Linked DNA regions of Mus musculus: region 2 is linked to region 1. A link is a contact called in public HiChIP or PLAC-seq data. All regions are on one chromosome and are shown on one strand. Each heading gives the region's core, a stretch centred on a gene start, on an enhancer-like site or on the middle of the called end of the contact. The rest is flanking DNA. Distances are from core to core; before and after follow the strand shown. Region 1 holds the start of Pax2 (paired box 2). Region 2 overlaps Pax2 (paired box 2).

Region 1 (6,629 bases), core at 1,233-3,732:
ATTTCATAGGACGTGAAACATGAAACTATATTTCAGTTCTAGAGGACTCTGGATCTCTGTTGGAGTGAGGAACTCCGCTGATTTTTGTTTCCTCAACAGACATACCAAGACTTAACTTAAGCACACCCAACAAGAGTTCCTTTATGAACTCTTCTGAATGCTCCCCACCTCAAATTCTGGACTGATTGCTTCTTCAAAGGAAGATAAGGCTACTGCGGTTACTACCACCTTAGAGCTTCTGGCTCCCCAGTATGGGAGCTGACCCTTTTAGGCTGAAATAACTCTGTTTCCACACACACACACACACACACACACACACACACACACACACACACACACACACACACACACTTCTTTTCTGTTCCCTATGAGAAGTTAGTGCGTGTTGCTGAGGTTGTGAGGTTGTGAGATTTGGCCAAAGCAAACCCGGGAGCGCCATCTACAGGCCTTGAGAGGAAGGCATTGGTTTTCCTGGCAGGACCCCTGAACCTCCTACTCTTCCTGCCCACGGGAACCTAGTCCTCAGACCAAAGGAAGTGGGGGACAGGGTGGTGGTGGGCAGATGGAAAGGTGGTTTATTTTTATTTTTATTTTTTAGTTTCTTACTTTCCAGCAGTTACTCTGCAATTGGATTAATCTAGCCGGAAATTTCCAGGAGACCGGGCAAAGGCCCAGATCCCAACCGACCCAGCTCCCCTTGGAATGGAAAGCTCAGAATCCGGTGTAGCTGAGCCTGGCCTGAAACTCACCCAGAATGTGGGCGGTTCTAAATGCCCGGTAGGAGTCAGTCTGAGACGGGCTGAGAGTCTAGTGGGTGCTTCCCCCAACCCCATCTACTGCCGAGGCTTTTTGGCTATAGGGACAGGGGCACTGTCTACACTCATTGCCCTTCCTCTGGGCTTCAGGAGCTGCAGACAACACCAAGGAGTCTTGGGTCCGCCGGGCAAGAAAGCTGTGTTTCTCAGCTTGAGCTTCCTGGAGCCGCCCTTTTTCAGACCCAGGGAAGCCTGGGAGGAGGGAGCGAAAAAGGGGGGGGGGGTGAGTTAAAACATCAGCTGAAGTGCCAAGATGATTTATGAGACTAGGGAAAATATTTCATAAAGATCTCCTGGATATTCTGTACTTAACCAGTTAGGAGACAAAGGGCTTCTCTCGCTTAGTGCGTGCGAGAAGACCCCAGCGAACAAGGGAGCGAGTGCGGGCCAGGCTGCAGAGACTGGGCCAGCGGCTCTGGTAGGAGCCGGGCCAGGCCGGCGTGCTGCGCCAGCTGCGCTCGCTCGGGATCTGCAGAGCTGGCGGCGGGCGGCGCTCAGTCGCGTTCATAGCCTCCTCTTCTCCCCAGCCGGGGAAAGAGAACGCCTTGGTCCCGCCTTGGGCTTCTGCATCCTCTGTCACTGCCGCGGACAAGCCGCTGCGCACCGTCTCCCGGCACAGTCCCTTCCCTAGCTACCCGAGGGTCCAGGTGCCAAGTTCCCTGGCTCTCCTACCATCCGTTGGGTCCCACCAAGGCAGGTGGGTTCTAGCCAGAGGCCTCTAGCTTGATTCCAAACCAGGCGTCTGGACTGCCCAGACTCCGGGGAGGGGGTGCGCGCCACCGCGTGTGGGACGGGAGGGGACAAACTGCTGGGCACTTTGCCCCGGAATGAGAATCATGCGTGCGTGGATGGGAAGGTACCACAGGAGGAAAAGGCGAAAGGGAAGGACCAGAGGGAAAGGGAGAGAGGAAGGAAGACACAGGGAGAAACGGAAAGGAACTCAGCGCAAGGGTAGCCGAGTTAGGACAGGGGCTGCGGACTCGCGGGCGTCTGGGATTTGCGGGCATTGGCCGGTGGATGGCAGGGCTGGGCGAGTTAGGACTGAGAGCCTGGCTTCGGAGTGCCGCGCGCTCGGAGGCCCTCTGTGGTTGCCTGAATATTCATTAGGCTGGCCGCTCTTTATCCTTATCTAACGTTTATCTTCTCGGCGAGTTTCGTTTCTCAGTGTAGTTTTAATCCGGGGCTCCCATTCCTCCTCCCCCTGGCCCGCTCCTCACCCTCCCTCTTCCTTCACCCGCTGCTCCCTCCCGTTTCCCCCCCCTCCCGGGCCCTCCCCTCGCCAGCACCGGAGTGACAGGCGCGGGGCCCTCCTTGCCGAAGCTCGGGGCTCCGGCGCTGGCGAATCACAGAGTGGTGGAATCTATTGCCTTTGTCTGACAAGTCATCCATCTCCCGGCGCGGGGAGGAGGAGGGGGTCTGGAGGGGGCTTTGCAGCTTTTAGAGAGACACACACCGGGAGCCCAGGCTCCAGTCTCCGGCCGAGTCTTCTTGCAGCCGCAACCCACCTGGGGCCAGCCCAGCGCTGCGGGCGCCGCTCGGCTCCTAGGCTGCCTCCCTCCCTCCTGGCCCTTCGGTCGCCGCGGCGTGCGCCTGCCTTTTCCGGGGGCGGGGGCCGGCTCGCACGCTCCCCTCCCGCGGGCGCCCGCTTGGACATCCCGGGGATTGCTACTTCTCTGCCAACTTCGCCAACTCGCCGGCACTTGGAGCGGCCCGGCTCCCCTCCTGGCGCCCTCGGGCCGCCCCCGCCCTGAGCTCTCTTGGTTCAGAGCCTCTCGGACAACCGGGTTCCAGGGGAGCTGAGTGAGCCGTCTTCCCTACCCGGCCTCAGCTCTGGCCGCAGCTGGCGCGCGAGCCATGCGCCCCAAGTGCCCCTTGGTCCAGCCAGTCGCCCCGGGGCTGCGTTGCTGACTGCCCAGCCGCGTGCCCCAACGGTGGCAAGTTGCAGCCTCTGCGGTCGCAAACCCCAGCGGGCCCGGAGGAGTCCCGGCGTGGAGCGCGGCGCGGCGTCCCCCGCCCTCGCTTGCCCCCCAGCAGTCGGGCGCCCGCTCACTCTCCCTCCCCCACCGTCCCTTCCTTTTCTCCTCAAGTCCTGAAGTTGAGTTTGAGAGGCGACACGGCGGCGGCGGCCGCGTTGCTCCCGCTCCTCTGCCTCCCGATGGATATGCACTGCAAAGCAGACCCCTTCTCCGCGATGCACCGTGAGTACCGGCGCCCGGCTCCTGTCTCGGTTCCAACCCCATGTAGCCCCAGCGCGGTCCGGCCCCCTGCGCTCAGGTCTCACCCTAGAGGCCACACTGGCCTTTCCCTGCTCCCTCCTTTCGTCCTTTCTCTTACCTAGTGTTTCTCACGCCTTCAGCCACCGTTCTGCTTTTTGCCACGCCATACTCACGGTTCTGCCTGCCTTTCTACCTTCACTAGTGTCTCACCTCCCTCGGCTCCTTCCACCTGCTCCTCCTTACCTCTCGGGATCCATAACCCTGGGCCCAGGTTCCAGCCACCCACCCCCTAGTCAGTCTTTGCCCTGGACTAAAGGACTAATTGGCAGTAGTTTTCAGGCTGTTCTCTCTCTCTCTCTCTCTCTCTCTCTCTCTCTCTCTCTCTCTCTCTCTCTCTCTCTCTCTCTCCTCCCTCATCTTTACCTTCCTCAAACTTAGAGTTGTGGGTAATCGTGAGGAGGCTCCTAGTTTGGGCAGCCTTGGTGTCAGGACAATTATGCCTAAGATCCTGGGGGTGTGACCCCCTTCTGAGCCTAAGCTCTCGGCGCCTCTTGTTCCCTTCGGCTTAGTTAAGGCTTCCTGGGGGGCTGCTTTGCTACGTCCCACCCTTTCTCCCACCCTCACCTCTTCCCCCCCCCCTTCCCTTCCCTTTTAGCTAGGAACAGGAGAGTGGCCGGTCACTTTTTTTTTTTTTTTTAACTTTGCCTAGGGAAGTGATCATTCTAAAAAAAAAACAATGAAGGATTTTGAGAAGAAATCAAAGTCAGGGAGAGAGGTAGAGCCATCCAGGCCAGCACCTGGATGCTGTACACTCGAGAGACTTCCTTGCCTGTCTCCACTCACTGTTGAGGACCATTCAGCCAGCGCCCTGGCCAGGGGGTCAGCAAGAATGGATATAATCAGAGGGAAAGAACAAAAGAAAGACAAATGCCAAGGCTGAGGAGAAAGGAAGGAGAAATCAAACCAAGAGGGGGGAAAATCAAGGAAAGAAAATTAAAAGGATGTTGGGGAAGAGAAATAAGAAAATAGGAATAGAGGAAATATCATAATGATATTTGAATGCATCTAATTCATAACGGCTCTTTAGCTCCGAAAACTATTTGTCAGGTATCTCCCCTTGCTTAAAAAGATAAATAATATTCTAAGTAGAAAAGCCCTCCCCATCTATAGATTAATAATTAAGGATAATTTGTAACTTTCCACAAGGTAACTTTTAGACCTAGCCTGATTTGTGCTTTAAAACGCGATCCAAGAGGGAGCCGTGTTTTGTTTGTTTCCTAAGCACATATTGAGCTTCACGGGACTATAAAAAAAAAAAAACACCTGCAATAAAATATAGTTCCCTAAATAATTTCTAGGTAAAGGAAACCCAAACGCGAGACTTCGGGTCGCTGCGAATCTCTCAGCCGGCCGGGAAGCCTTGCTCTTTTTCGGAGGGAATGAAGCAGGTTCATCCAGGCGGCCGGTCTCTGCCTCAGCCCTGCTGCCTCTGCAGCACTCGGGGGTTTTTGAGGATTGCTTCCTGGACCCATCAATCGGGGCCAGTGACGGGGAACCTCTTCGAAACCCAAAGGGGAGAAAAGCGAGCAGAAGGTGGTCGAAGGAAGGGAGAGAGGCTCTGCACGGGCCGGCGAGACGAGCAGCTACAGCCCGGGTTTGCGCCAGCGGCAGTTGCGCATTCTAGGCCCGGTTCCGCACAGATCCTCCGCAGCCCATCCGCCCTGAACTCCAGCGGTGCCCGGTTGCAATCCCCACCCCATAGATTAGGGCAGAGGGGCCGGGCCCGGAGCCCGGTGAGGCTGAATTATTCATCTTTAATCTGCCCGCAGCTGCCGCCTTTTCATACCGGTAACGCGAGTTCTCCCGGGGCCTAAATTATTGATGGTCCGGGTTTGTAGGGAGCAGAGGGGTGGGGGAGTGGGACCAAAGATGGGGAGACCATAGGGATGGGGGTTGTAAGATAAGAGGTTCTGGCCTCCCGGAACCACTGGATTAGAGGCCTCTGTCCAGGGGTTTCTTCTCCCAAGCTTGTTTTTTATCTCCCTATAAAAAGATGGGAGAGATTTAAAGAGGGCACGAGATGCGCCCGCTTTCTTCGAAACTCGCTGGAGGCCACGGAGCAGTGGCTGCAGGTTGTAGACCTTGTCTGGCCTGACTCTGCCGCTAGAAGCCTCTGCGGCTGGGTTGCTGAGTAATTGCGGCTGCAGGTTAATCGCTCTAGGTGCAGGATTTCTGGGCTGCTTTAGGCCGTAGAAAATGGGGCACCCGGCAGCGGCCTTGAGCCTGACACCCGGGGGCCTTCTTGGCTTCCAGGTTGGGAGCCCTCGCCCAGTTGGACGGGAAACCAGGAGCTCTGCTCTGGCCGCCAGAGCATCCGCCCTTACTGTTGGGTTTGGTAGGCAGCTGCCGAGGTCTGAGAAAGGTCAGAGGGTCCCGAACTGGCTTAGACTGGCAATGCGGAGTCCCGGAGTCCTAAGTCCGCAGGTGCGGTCCCTACCAAGCCACCTTCAGGGGAGACTGTGGGGGGAGAGGCTAGCCTTGTGCAGCATGGAAGGCAAGCGAACCCCAGCAGCCGGCGTTTTTCAGCGGCTGCCGGGAAGAGCGAGAATCTTCGCCGCCTCGCGGTCTCTGAGCGCAGCCGATCCCGAACCACCACCTCTTCTGCCGCTCCTTATCCACCAGGATTTCTTTCCACCATAGACATTAGAGGTGCAGAGGGAAAATATTGTACAAAACACCTGAAGAGCAAAAACATAAAGGGAAGAAAGAACTCCTGATAAAGACAAAATGAAAAACAGGGAAAGAGGAAACAGTATGATTACAATTAGAAGTAGGTACAAGGGGAGAAGGAAGAGTTAGGCAGCGAAGGTGAACGGGATGTGTTTGGCTTTAGTCTCCCTCTATGCTGAAGACTCTGCTGAGCTGAGTCAAGAAGACCCCGACCCTCCAAATCCATCTGGCTCCCAGCCCTTGTGAAACTCAAGCCGCGCCAAACCTGCGGCGCAGGCGGGTTTCTAGTCCGCAGCAGTGCTGTCCCCGTCCGGTCCTTCTTTTCCCCACATCTCTACTGTCATCCCCCGTTAACATTATTTCCCCTTTGTCGTTTATTCCTCTCCATTTTTCAGCTCTGCTCTCCCTCTCCTGGCTTCTCTACGCTTCCCTCACTTTCTCCTTTGCGGCACACTGGTGTGAGAGGCGGGTTCTTCGCTAGCTCAGCTTGTGCGAGCTTACAGCTAGCCGGGGTTCTAAGATAGATAATCCTCTATCCGGACCGCCCACCAAGCCACCTTTCTCCCCCAGTCCTGGGATATGCCCCTTAGTTTTGCCTGCTCCTTTCGCACGTGGCGGGCCTCGGACCCTGACTAATGGCCGGTCCCTGCTGTGTGTGGGGTGTTGTGTTTTTTTCTTGTCTCTCCCCAGCAGGGCACGGGGGTGTGAACCAGCTCGGGGGGGTGTTTGTGAACGGCCGGCCCCTACCCGACGTGGTGAGGCAGCGCATCGTGGAGCTGGCCCACCAGGGTGTGCGGCCCTGTGACATCTCCCGGCAGCTGCGGGTCAGCCATGGCTGTGTCAGCAAAATCCTGGGCAGGTGAGGGCC
Region 2 (6,984 bases), core at 3,214-5,713, 40 kb after region 1:
ACATATGTTTAACAGTGTATCCAGGGAGTAGAAAGTCCATCAGATATGGTATAGTGGAGATCTGGCCATCCCTTTATAGGGGAAAAGAGGCAGGGAAGAAACTCTCTGCCAGGAAGGGCTGCTCTTTGAGGAAGGCCCTGGGTGATGGCTGAGGAGGCTGTTAAGGCCAGTGTGAGCCTGAAGTTCTATCTGACGCATCAAGCCTATGCACAGGAAGGGCAGGGTGGCCTTAGCAAGGATGTGCTGAGTAGGCAGAAGGGGAGCGCTGAGAAGCAAGCCCAAGTAGACAGAGTCATGGGAGGTGACCAAGACTGTGATACGTGAGAGCAAGACTGTGAAACATACGTGAGAGGGCGGGCTCTTCTGTATCCCTGTGTGTATCTGGGCAGGAAGAGATAGAAGCAGGGTTGACTTGGGGGCCTCCATCCTGGCAACACAGGAAGCAGCTGCAGTCTTCAGGTGAGGCATAGTGACGGCCTCAGAGGCTCATCTGCTAGGCCTAACCAGGAAGCATCAGGAACTATGCCACTTCCCCCCTGAGGGGTTTCTTGCCCTGTCTCTACTTTTTTTTTTTTAAACCAACCCCAGGCCAGATGGAGCTGTCCATTCTTTAGAAAGCTTTCCCCAACCACCGTCCAGTCCTTAACCCATGGAACCCAGAGGGGAAGGGAGCCAATGGAGAGGAGACCACAAAGGGAGATCTGTAGGACTCCTCCCTTCCCCCACTCCGGAGGCCTCCAAGCAGCAGGGCCCAGTTTGCATTAGGGAGCAGCTCAGATGATTAAGAATGGGGAGATAATTATGTGTCAAGATGATGTAGCCCAACTCTGCAGTCAGGCCAAGGTAGCAAAGCAGCTGGCAGGCCAGTCCCTGTCGTTGCTGCAGGAGGCGTCTCGGGCGCACAGCCCGTACAGTACGGACACTCAGGTGTGTCCTTCAACTCTCTGGCCAGGACTTTTGGGTACAATGGAAATTGATCTGAGGGACTGTAAGGTATTGAGGTGAGACAAGAGATGCCTATCCAGGGACTAGACCCCAGAGGGACGAAGGGGATCAGGTTCATTTTCTCTGGGATAGTCCTAAATGTACCAGCTAGGTTGGCCCTCCTTTGACCCCAAGTGGGGTGACATCACCCTAGAAGTGTCATATCTTGAGGAGAGCTGGATGTCCCTCTGCCCTTCTTATTGTGGCCCATTCTTTATCTCTAACCATATTACGGGGATGGACCCCAGCAAGGACTATGACTATAGTGTGTCCCAGGCATTAGCGAAGGCCTTCTCAGTAAAAATTACTGGTACTCACACTGGTAACACCCAGAACGTTGCTGGCACTGACCCTTGGAACGTGAATGCCATCTGTATCAGTGGCATTCACATCCACGGGGGAAACTCATGAAGGGCCAGTTGGCTTTGACTCAAGGTTGGGTTGGGATTCCCAACCCATGGCCTGTCGGAGTGTGCAAAAATGCAGACTTTATTAGGAGAAATATGGTACTCAAGAAGGTTGGAACCTCCTCCTAGAGATCCAGGACCCCAGTTAGAAAGACCAGGGAGAGATAAAGAGATTATGCATGAGAAACTTGGGACACAGGCTGACTCTTAGCCCAAGGAGGAGAAATCCACGTCAATACCCTGGAAGCCTTCATTTCCAACCTACAGTTATAGGCAGGGTTATTAAAGCTTGACTCTCTGGGAAATCTAAGAAACACAGTTCCATGAATGTTCTACACCTTGGCTCCTGTGGCTGGAAAACAGAGTGGTACCAACCTACCTGTCTATCATCAGATTGAGAAAGAAAACCGAGGCTGAGGCAACTTAAGTGCTGGCCTAGCAGGCATAAGGTCCTAGGTTTGATTCCCCAGCCTGGAAAGAAACAAAACAAAACCAACCACAGAAACCCCATGTCTTTTACCTTCCCCATGCCTGCCACTGCTTTCAGCCACAGTAAAGCACAGAGAAGTTTTATAACTTGTCTAAACATCCAAGTGAAGTCATATGATGAGAGTCTGCTGATCTGTGTGATGGGGGGTGTTGTGGGTGTTGGGGGGGGGGCGGGGATGTTGGTATGTGTGAGCTTTGCAGGGGGTGTGGTTTTGCATTCCATTCTTTAGGTACACAACGAATTGTGCAATGGGGTGGAGGCAAGCTGGTGCAGTTGTGCGTTTGCAGGCAGGGTAGGTTGCATGGCTGCAAATGCCTGTCCTATCACCCTTCTGCTTTGAAGGATGCTGTTGCTGGAAAACACTGATGGATTATTTCTTTAGTTAGTGTCCTCCTATGAGTCCCTAAGAGCTCAGGTTATGCTTGGGGCACATAAGGAAGCTGAGTTACAGAGACGATCAAGACTTGTTTAGGGGCCCTGAACTGAGACAAAAGAAAGGCCTGGCAGGGCCAAAGCCTGCACAGCCCTGGCCTAACCTGTGTACACACTGGCTTTGAATCCTAGAGCTATTCAGCTGAAAGACTTTGGGGAAGTCATTTTATTGCCCCATCTCCCCTGTCAAATGGGGTAATAGCAATCCTTACTTCTTATAGAGAAGTTTCTAGAACATTCTATGTCTAGAGCGGAGGTTCTCAACCTGTGGGTCATGACCTCTCGGGGACGGGGGTGGGGGGAATCAAACAACTCTTTTACAGGGGTCACCATAGACCTTTGGAAAACAGATTTTTTTTTACATTCATTATAATTCCTAACAGTATCAAAGTTAGTTATGCAGTAGCAACAAAAATTATTTTATGGTTGGGGGTTGCCACCTCATAAAGAACTATATTAAAGGGTCTCAGCACTGCGATGGTTGAGAGCCACTGGCCTAGGGGGTTAAGCCAGTTCCATACTGGAAGACAGATCACTGTATATCTAGGTTAAAAGATAAAGAAAAGGAAAGAAAAAGAAAAAGAAAAAGAAAAAGAAAAAGAAAAAGAAAAAGAAAAAGAAAGTCTCCTTGGCTAGTGAAGATTTCACAAGAAAATTAAGTTGTGAGAGAAAGAAGTCTATTCAGACCTAGACACCCTAACTGCAGTGGGGTACCTTGTAACTCTGGAATGAGCTCATCTGGGAAGGATGGGTGGCTGGCCTCACTTGTACAGTTGAGACTCCCTTTGTCTGCCTGTTCACTTGTTGCTCTGTGGTTATCCAGTGAGCCACTTGTCATTATTTTAAAAGCATCAACCAGAGTTTTCTATGCATGAAACTATAAAAGCCCCCCCCCCTTTTTCCGAATACAAGGCCCTGACTCCCCCTATCTTTCTGTGCACATTTCTACTCCTACATGCAAGCTTGTTTATTTGCCTTGGAGAATATATTCTTGTTCTCTGAACCATATATTTATTTTTGTATGGTTTGTGCAAGGGCATGTGTGTGGAATATTGCTCTGAGATCTTTGGTAGTAAGGGGGTATAGAATGTCAAATGCTGAGAACGCATGCAGTTTGCTAGGTGATGTGCATGTTCGGACAGAGCACTGTATGGCTGTGTATGTGCTGGCACCAGTAACCAGGGAGAGTCCTAAGCCAGACCTAGATATGTTGAGTGTTCATGCTCCTAAGCATGGGCCTGCATATGATTTAGCCCCAAGATCCCACCGGCATCAACCTACATCTGTTGACAAGTCAGCAGACTGTCCTAAGCCCGCTCCTTGGAGGAAGTGGCTGAGCCCCAAGACTAGGGAAACTGAGGCAGAATTGCTTCCCATTCAGGCTGTGTGTGATTTGTAGCTCGAGACTTTTTTTTATCTCTTTGAAGAGGGGCCTGGTCTCCCAGTTTGGGGGTCTGGCCCCCGATCTACCTGCTTGTCCTTCGGGATGTCTCAGTGTCTGTCTGTCTCTTATTTACTCCAGTCGAGGTATACACTGATCCTGCCCACATTAGAGGAGGTGGAGGTTTACATCTGGTCTGGACTTTAAGAGGTATGAGGGCTAGAGGGAGCACGGTGTGGGGGTCAAGGGGAATAGCTTGGGGGGTGGGTTGGCTAGAGAACGTCAGAGAATGGGTCTGAGGGTAGACAGCCAACTGGAGGCAAAGGCACAGGCTCTCACCGGGAGCCCAAGAAGCTAACAGTCTCTGCACCTGGATCACCTCTGCCATGGGCCACCGCAGAGGTTTTGGGGCTGAGGCCTGGTGGCCCAGAGGGTCAGCCGCTCAGTGGATGGGGGCAGTTTTTCTAGCCCTTGGAAAAACAAAGAGTGGATCGGGTAGTAAAACAAAAGCAAAGGAGACCTGGAGGCACCTGACAGCCCTAATTCATCATGGCCCAAGTTTTTTCCTGTGTTCCCATTATATTTGTTTGTAAAAGTGGAAATCAATTTTGAAGGTAATTTTCTGGAAAGAATGGAAGGGAGGTGGGAGGGCCGGATAAGGCAGAGATGGTAAAAGGAAAAATTTAGGCCAGGCACAGCCCAGGGGCAGCTCTTGGCAAGGTGAAAGAAAATTGCATATTCAATCTCCATCCATGAATCTCCCTCACTGCTACCCGCCTCCTTCTTGAAAACAATGAAGGCTTTTTCCCAGCGCTGGGCAGGGCCTCCGTATCAGCCTCACTTTAACTTCAGGGTCATTAATTCCCTGATTATTGAAGGAGAAGAGAGGGTTGCAGCATCGTCAATTCCAAAGGCACCCCCATGTGATCAGACACCGGCTGAGATGGGGGGGGGGGGACTGCGAGGTGAGGTGAGGTGCTTTGGAAGGGGGCGGGGAGAGAGGAAATGGGGGAGCCACCTGGACTGGGGGGCAGGAAGCCGGGAGGGTAGAAGAGGCAGTCATTACTGCATACCTCTGTTGTGTTGTTATTGCAAATTAAAAGTAGCATGTTCCACTCCACAGCTATCTTTGGGGAGGGAGGGGCACTGAGGGAGGTGGGGGATCTTATCATTGCTTCTTCAGCAGACCAGCGGTGGTGTCACCGTGTGAGGTGACATTTGAATTTACAATTCCGCTGAGAAAAGCCATTAATTCACAAATTAACATTTCTCCCTCTCCCTCTCTCTTTAACACTCTCTCCCTCTCTCACATGGATGTGCAAGCAATTGAAAAGACAAAGGAAATAGCCTTAAGGAAGAGACTTTACGGCTAGTCTGTCTGTGCTGAGATTGCTCCCCCTGCTTCCAGATAGATAAACCAATTACCTGAGCAGCTCGGCTCCTGGCCGCCCGTGATCGCCTCCTTTTGTGGGCTGCCTCCGTGGCTGGCTTACACTCGTGTATCTCATTAATGGAAACCAGGCGTGCCCTGGTCACCAAGCTCTTCCCAGCTGTCCTTTGGAGGAACCGTGGGAAGAGAACCGGTGGTAGAGGAGACAGGCAAGGGGGATTCTGGGGAGGTGGAGAAGCTGTCCTGGCCCTGGATCTTGCTGTACCAGTAGGTTAGGGGTGAGTGTGCAGATGAGCATGGTTGGAAAGGCTGGCTTGCTCTGACCTGGAATTGAGTGTGGACTGGCATTGAGAGACAGAGACTGTAAACTGAGTCTGACTCTCGCAGAGGCCTTTGGTCTCATTGCAAGGAGCTGGTGGACCCATGGAGGGATCTGAGCTTGTCCCTCATGGGAAGGCCACAGCACAGGGAAGTTTTGCTGACTACATGCTATTTCAGTGGAACAGGATTTCAGGATACAGCCTGAAGGAGCTGGGAGAAATGCTGAGAAGGGTTAGAAGACCCAATAAGGTCGCACATGTTGGGGCAGCAAAGTGAGATTGTATTGATTCCTTAAGATAAGCCTAGTGCCTGGGTACAACTGTGCCCACCTGGTACCTGCCTTACATACTTACACACACACACACACACACACACACACACACACACACACACACACACACACACGGAGTAAGAAAGTGAGCTACAGAGAAAGGAGGAAGCTATCTGATTCGTTTCTTAGAGAATACAGTAGTCCTCTCTTACCCATAGGGACATCACTCCAAGACCCCTGGTGGACACTTGAAATCACAGAGAGCTCTATATGTCCAAGTCTATCTATACATGCTTTGTTTCCCCCCATGCATACAGACAAAAGTTTAATGTATAGATTAGACACAGTAAGAGATGAACAACAACAATACTAAAATAGAACGGTCATCGTGATAGATTGGGACTCAGAGTTAATCTGATAACCGAGGCAGTTACTGAGTGACCAACGGGCACGTCACGGGTACATTGAACACAGGAATGATTCACACACAGGGTGGGACAGAGCAGGCAGCTCAGGATTCTATCTCATTACCCAGAAAGATACACAGTAAAAGCCTGTGAATTGTTTATTTCTGGAATTTTCCACTTAACATTTTTAGATTGAAGATAACTAAGCCAGAAGAAGTGAACCCTGGGATGAGGAGAAACTGAGGCTCTGTGGATTACTGAGGCTGGGGTTTTATGGCTTCCTATGTGCTGTGCACTACCTGTGACATGTCACAGACTCTGATTCAGTGCAACAGGTCCCTTGGAAGTCCAGAAAACAAAGCCGAGACATGGAGACCCCTGTCTAGACAAACCCTGAGGTCTGACTGAATTAATAGCACTCAGTTTACGTTCATCTCCAGCAAGGACTCAAAACCTGGCTACTATCCAGTTCCAGAAAGAGTTCAGTTCAAAGGTCACTAAGACTCCAGAGAGAGAAACTCACTTATAAACACACACTCTTGGTTCTGATTTTACCTTCTCAGTAGCCAAGGAAAGGCGACCGGTCATACCTACAGCAGGTTCCTTTTTATCTGTTAGATCACATATTTTAGCTGAACTCTCTGGATCACATGGGCCACGAGCCTGTGACTCTTCAGAAGCAAACGCAGGTTGTGTCGACGTTTTGCTAAGCTTATGCCTGTGGGCTCTGTGCAGAAGTGATGTGTTTATCTGTGGGGAGGTGCCAAGTTTAGTCATGGCTGCATGGGACTGATGGGTGCAGATCTGTAGACTTAAACACTAGAGACGAAAGCCAAATTGTTAGGTTCTTTCTTCAGCTAGTTCATGCTGCTGCTGCTGAGGTGGCGGCGGCGGTGGCAGC

What was found. HiChIP or PLAC-seq counts read pairs in DNA pulled down with a chosen protein or histone mark.
Region 2: a PDX1 HiChIP or PLAC-seq map of a beta-TC-6 cell line shows a contact between it and region 1, with 7 times the contacts expected there. The contact joins the enhancer-like site here to the promoter of Pax2 in region 1. A contact is called at or near these places in 4 of 39 promoter capture datasets (the 3T3-L1 cell line, 3T3-L1-derived adipocytes, embryonic stem cells and 1 more), 1 of 15 datasets of contacts at CTCF or cohesin (the NIH/3T3 cell line), 4 of 484 Hi-C or Micro-C datasets (the AML12 cell line, embryonic stem cells and nephron progenitors), 9 of 115 datasets of contacts at active chromatin or transcription factors (a beta-TC-6 cell line, embryonic fibroblasts, embryonic stem cells and 2 more) and 2 of 9 other capture datasets (adipose tissue and embryonic stem cells).

Annotation. Positions count from the first base shown.
Region 1 is chr19:44,754,424-44,761,052 of GRCm38.p6, forward strand. It overlaps Pax2 (paired box 2), which reads left to right and starts at 2,483. Exons shown (of 10, transcript NM_001368747.1): 1 at 2,483-3,013; 2 at 6,452-6,620. The coding sequence starts at 2,971. RefSeq lists promoters at 1-2,945, 1-2,945, 1,671-2,945.
Region 2 is chr19:44,792,793-44,799,776 of GRCm38.p6, forward strand. All of the region lies in intron 5 of Pax2 (paired box 2), which reads left to right. Among named protein-coding and RNA genes, the nearest start is that of Mir6405, 12 kb to the right of the region's middle. Within about 2 kb of position 4,464, at least 14 of the 459 cell types and tissues checked have an H3K27ac peak or open chromatin away from gene starts, as enhancers often do. A contact at or near this core is called in the AML12 cell line and pancreatic cancer cells, where this site is marked.